2 separate regions of the Mus musculus genome follow, and region 1 is linked to region 2. A link is a contact called in public promoter capture Hi-C data. All regions are on one chromosome and are shown on one strand. Each heading gives the region's core, a stretch centred on a gene start, on an enhancer-like site or on the middle of the called end of the contact. The rest is flanking DNA. Distances are from core to core; before and after follow the strand shown. Region 1 holds the start of Fundc1 (FUN14 domain containing 1). Region 2 holds the start of Efhc2 (EF-hand domain (C-terminal) containing 2).

The links. Capture Hi-C pulls out chosen DNA fragments and counts their contacts.
Region 1: a contact with region 2 is called in a promoter capture Hi-C map of liver, with 3 times the contacts expected there. The contact joins the promoter of Fundc1 here to the promoter of Efhc2 in region 2. A contact is called at or near these places in 1 of 484 Hi-C or Micro-C datasets (cerebral cortex), 2 of 115 datasets of contacts at active chromatin or transcription factors (embryonic stem cells and kidney) and 1 of 9 other capture datasets (liver).

What each region holds. Positions count from the first base shown.
Region 1 is chrX:17,570,904-17,573,603 of GRCm38.p6, forward strand. It overlaps Fundc1 (FUN14 domain containing 1), which reads right to left and starts at 1,422. Exons shown (of 5, transcript NM_028058.4): 1 at 1,250-1,422; 2 at 400-556. The coding sequence starts at 1,277.
Region 2 is chrX:17,318,490-17,321,322 of GRCm38.p6, forward strand. It overlaps Efhc2 (EF-hand domain (C-terminal) containing 2), which reads right to left and starts at 1,452. Exons shown (of 16, transcript NM_028916.5): 1 at 1,385-1,452; 2 at 753-879. The coding sequence starts at 794. The region is part of intron 2 of Gm35105 (a long non-coding RNA gene); the gene reads left to right.

The DNA.
Region 1 (2,700 bases), core at 172-2,671, 250 kb after region 2:
TTTTTACAGACCATTAATGCTTCTATGTACAGAGCTGAGAATCTTAGAGGCTAGTTCTGCAATGGGAGTTCTCATGTTTTTTCCAGTTATTGGCACTGAATAGCAAGTAACAACTTACTTATAATTAACTTGCTTAAGTTGAAAATTTGTTAATGAATTAAAGGAAGTGTAAAGGGTGGAAGTGGAACTATGGTGGGCCTTTGACAGAGGGAAATCATCAAAATCCAACCAGGACTATCTGAAGGCTGATACAACCAATAAGATCCGGGAAAAGCCCCAAAGTTGTGTTCTTCTGGAATTTAAAAGTGGGGAGCCACTGAAGATTTATGGAGGCTGTGCCATTTACAAAAGGACAAGAGCCAGGTTCCCACTAAAATTTAATGAAAAGAATGTTCTCACCAGCCAGTCACGCCACCCATTACAATCTGAGTAGCTACTGAGTATTTTTCTACCATAGGTCCGGAACTGTGGCCAAATACTCGATTCCACCAGTGGTGTCTTCTTGCATATTCAGTTAAATCCAACACTTCGTATGATTCGTCATCGCTTTCATAGTCTTTAAAAATACAAAATGGAAAAAAAAAACATTCATTCTACAGTCTGAAACGTCTCACAAGCTGTTTTCATAAAACCTGTGGGCCAACACACTGTCATGTCTGGTCTACAACTAAAAAGGCCCAGATGTAAACGAAGGAGCGTGATTAACTCGATCTGGGAGACTAGGGCCTCAAGCATAAAGGGCCTAGCAACAGCATCGGCATTTCCTTTCCCAAGGCTTAGGGACACGCAGCCAGAGGCCAGTTGAATTACAAAGCAGTGGGCGGTCACCCGCACAATGAGAATAAGGTCAGGGCAGGGTACATTTCCATCTGTGGGAAAAGGGGGCGAGGGGATGATCCTTCCATGAAAGGAAAAGTCAGGAACCTAGCAAGAGGAAATCAGAGCAGGACTAAAACGCAACCAACCATGGAAATCAACCCGCCAACCCTCCTAATTTTGCAAGATGGAGAAGGGCTCGAGGTGGGGGCAGGGCAGGGCAGGGTCTAGCCTTGGTTAGGTGTAGGTGAGCATGCTAAATTCCGCAGAGAGGGAAAGGAGACCTCTGGTTCAAAGGGGCTCTCGCAAAGGGGCTGTACAGCGACAGAGCCCCAGAAACACTGGAGGAGGGAAAGGGAGAAACACCATAGCAATAAAAGGTCGAGTGCTGTGGGCAGCGTCCCAGAGACTACTTCGGGCCCTGGCTGCTCACCTTGGGGAGGGGGGTTCCGGGATGCCATGATACCGCCAGCGGCCAGTTGGGGGTGGTCCCTGCCCGCCTCTCCCCACCACTTTAAAGGACGCTCTAGGCCGAGTTGGAAGTCTATGGTCTCTCTTTTTTCCTCAGCCTCCTCCTCGCCCCGCCCACACAGTCGCGTCACCGCCACTCTTCCCTGTACACGACCTCCAACAATTTGTGCGCAGCCGCAAGGCTTGGGACTTGTGATGGAATAGCTGAGTCCCCGCCCTCCTATTGCTTATGGGAAATGTAGTCCGTGCTCTTTTCCACTGTAGCCTGGGCATTACCCCAACCTGCTCTAAGTTTCTAAGAGTTTTTTGTTGTTTTGTCTTATTTTTGTTTTTGCTTTTTGGTTTTTTTGTTTGTTTGTTTTTTACGCTAAAGGAATGGAGGGAGGAGCGGCTAAGGGTAATAGAACAAGATAATCAGTTTAGTGTTGGCAGACTGTTCTTAACAAGTCTTTAGTCAGGATGCTTCAACGAAGCTGTCTTTCTGATTAGGTGTTCTTTTTTCAGGCCCTATCTTTGGCCTTTAGTTCTTTCAAGAATTCTGTTGGCTTTAACAGAAATTTCAGGCCCACTTCTTGCTTGATGTCTAATAACCCAGTCATTCTCCAGTAAGAACCCAATTAAACTAGCTCAGCAATAAACTCCCTTGATGTCTCCTCTTGGTAGGACTCTACACTTCGACCCCCTCAGATTATGCACTATAAATCTCCAGCTTTTTGTTGTTGTTGTTGTATCCCAAATTAAAATAGACCCACTATCTATTTTAACAAGTGTCAGGGCAAATATTTTAAAGGTTTTTTTTTTTAATGAAAAAAAATTTTAATTAGATATTTTCTTTATTTACATTTAAAATGTTATCCCCTTTCCTGGTTTCCCCTCTGAAAACCCTCCTCCCCCTATCACTTCCCCACTCCTCCAGCTCACCAACCCACCCACTCCTGCTGCCTGGCTCTGGCATTCCCCTATGCTGGGGCATAGAGCCTTCACAGGACCAATGGCCTCTCCTCCCATTGATGACTGACAAAGCCACCCTCTACTACATATGCAGCTGGAGCCATGGTCCCTCCATGTGTTTTCTTTGGTTGGTGGTTTAGTCCCTGGGTATCCTGGGAATAGCGGTTGGTTCATATTGTTGTTCCTCCTATGGGGCTGCAAATGCCTTCAGCTCCTTGGGTCCTTTCTCTTGTTCCTCCATTGGGGACCCTGTGCTCAGTCCAATGAATGGCTGTGAGCATTCACTTCTGTATTTGCCAGGCACTGGCAGAGCCTCTCAGGAGACAGCTATAACAGGCTCCTGTCAGCAAGCACTTGTTGGCATCCAGAAAAGTGTCTGGGTTTGGCGACTGTATATGGGATGGATCCCCAGGTCACATTTTTCTCAAACTGCTGAGGGCTCTAGTTTTTTTAGTGCCCTGT
Region 2 (2,833 bases), core at 202-2,701:
AATCTTTCTCATCAGTGTATATTACCTTCTCCTAAAGACATTAGCAAACCCAAGCAAAAGGCAGTAACCCCTATCAAACAAAAGCCTGACTGGTTTTCCTCCTGTTAGGTATGTGGCTACGTAATACTGAGTTCTTTGATGTTCTAGGGGATTGTAATGTTTTGATTTTGTGCTTTCATCTTGTCCTCCAGGTTTAAGGGCCTGTCTTCCTAGTGTGGCACTAAACTTTATAGGCTAATAGAAGGCTTCCCTATCTGCCATGCTTCCTTCTGTGTTTCTTCTATTTAGTACCAACATTTGTTTTTGCACACAGTGTACTAAAGATAATAATTAGACTCGTGGGTTATAAAGACCAGCTGCCTGAAAGAAAACTACTATCACCACGAAGACCTCAGTTTCCTCAGCTGTAAATGGGAACAAAAAGATCTAATTCAAACAGCTGTTGAGAATATCCAAGGCAATTAAAGCATAGCACCCCACACACATTAAAACACTCAGTGATTCTTTTTATCATCACTGTCACCAACTACTTTGGATGCCCCTGCTACCTGTACTTCGATGTCATGTAGGAAAAGCATTCAGATGCACTTTGAGAAAAAAGGAAGAGGGAACAAGAAGTTTGAGGTGTACTCAGCACACAGGAGTAAAAGGCAGGAGCTAGCTCACAGGTAGGATCTAGTAAGATGAACACTCCCAGATCCTGTTCTAAACCCCAGGATCTGGCCAGGATCTCAGGCTTCCTGCCTACTTACATTGCGGTTAAAGCTGTTGCCAGGCAGAAACGGTAGAGCCATGGCTGTCAACGTCCGATGAGGATGCAGGGTCCAACCAAAGAGAGATGAATGCCCTCAACCGCTGCTTGTTTGACCCCTGCGTTACCTGGAGACCGGAGATAGCGTCATGGAGGGAGGAGGGGCTAAGATAGGCGGGGTAGGGTAGGGGTCTTAGGGCGGAACCATGGTCTGGGAGGGGGTGAGGCGAGACAGAGTGGAGGTGGGGACGACGGGGCGGGGTCGAGTCCGCAGGGCCCCTCCCTCCCCCTCCGCCACCCTGCTAATCTTCTTTCCCTGACCGCCCACCTGCGGAAGCTGCCTGTTTCTGACCCCACTGGTCTTCTGCGCTCACAGTGAGTGCTCGGTTTTCATTTATGCTATTTTCTGCTTTCACTCTTTTTTTTTTTTTTTTCTAGAGCTCATATCCTCCTGTGACCTTCAGCTCACGAAATCTTGACATAGCATTGTTTTGCTATTTTGTTATCAAATGTAGTTAAAATGCCCAGAAACGTACAGAAATCTGACCCTTATGAGCTTACAGAGCTGTGTTGCATTTACACCAGCCTCTATTTTTTAATTAAAGCGTTTGAGATGAATCTAAAACCACTCACCCCCTACTGGGAAACTCATTCCAAAGGTAAGCATGGCCTTCAGTTCTTCCTCTGATCCTTTCTTGTATGACCTAAGTGTGGAAAATCTAAAGTCCAATCAGCAGTGGCCAGGAGCAGGGTCAAGCAGCATAAAACACGATGTCTCGTGCCTAAAATCCTGGCACCCAGGAGGCCTGCGTTCCAAGCCAAACTAGGCGTTACTGTGAAATATGTCAAAAAACAAAACCAAAAATATCAAGACTGCTCCACCAGGCACCCAGATGCCTAGAATGAAAACCTACAGTTAACTGCCCCACAGCCCTGCTGGCTGGGCACCTTAGTGTATTTATCACTCCCTCTGCTATTTCTGTTGAGACCCCTACGTCTAATTACAGCTTGCTTTACTCTATTCCTTGGAAGTGGAGGTAAGGGCAACTGATCATGCTTATAGAGCCTCCCTTTGTCAAATTCAAACTGCAATTGTTACTCTCTGCTTTAAGAAAGGCTGCCTTCCCTTCCCCTGCAGGCCATCAAACTCCTTAGCCAGGCCTAGAGCCACTTTTCATCTGTAGTGTACTGCTTTGACCCTCCTCTCCTCTTTTCCAGCTTCAAGAAACCCCTAGCTGTTTCCACCAGGATCTTCTAGGAATTTGCAAATCACTCTGTGTTCTAGAAACACACCTGTCTTCCCATGCTTCATCAAGGCTTCATCTTTCTTGTTCCAGGATTTGGTTTAGTGTGAAAAGGAGGTACAGAAAGTTTTGCCATTGCTGGGAAATGAATGTTCCCTCAGCTTTGCCTGTACCCCTCCTCCATCTTCATTAAACATAATACACACTACTTGTGCCTTCCTCCTCCTACATGGTAATCATATATTTACTTGGATTTCTGTTAAATGCCTGAAAATTCTTTAAAGACAGAGACTGTTCTTCAACAATCTTCAACTTTATTTTCTGTGTTTATAGAGTGTATATTTTGATTTGCCTCCCACAGACTCCTTCTGTTACAGGCATGCCCTCAAATCAGAATAACTCAAGCCCCTCCTGCCTCCTCTTTTAACCTATGGTTTTTATTTTTGAGATCTTTACATGATGACACATGTGAATAACAGTTCATCCATCTAATGTGCATGCTGTGATTAGAACACAAATCTGCTGTCATCTATTGTTGACAATTACTGTTTTCATTTATTTCACTAATTATTAACACTAATACAGTGAGTGACATAAACCTCTTCTTTTGTTTGCTTTGGGGCTGTTTTGAGACAGTCTCACCACACAGCTCAAGTTGAGCTCAAACTAGGAAACTGTTACTCCTCCTGCCCCTACCTCCACAGTGTTGGGATTATAGATGTATGTCACCAAGCCCAGGTTCTCCTAAATGAGTTTGAAAATCCTTTTCTTTGTTACTTTCTAAAGTGAACTAATTTAAACATATTAGGCGTGATGGTTTGAATATGCTTAGCCCAGG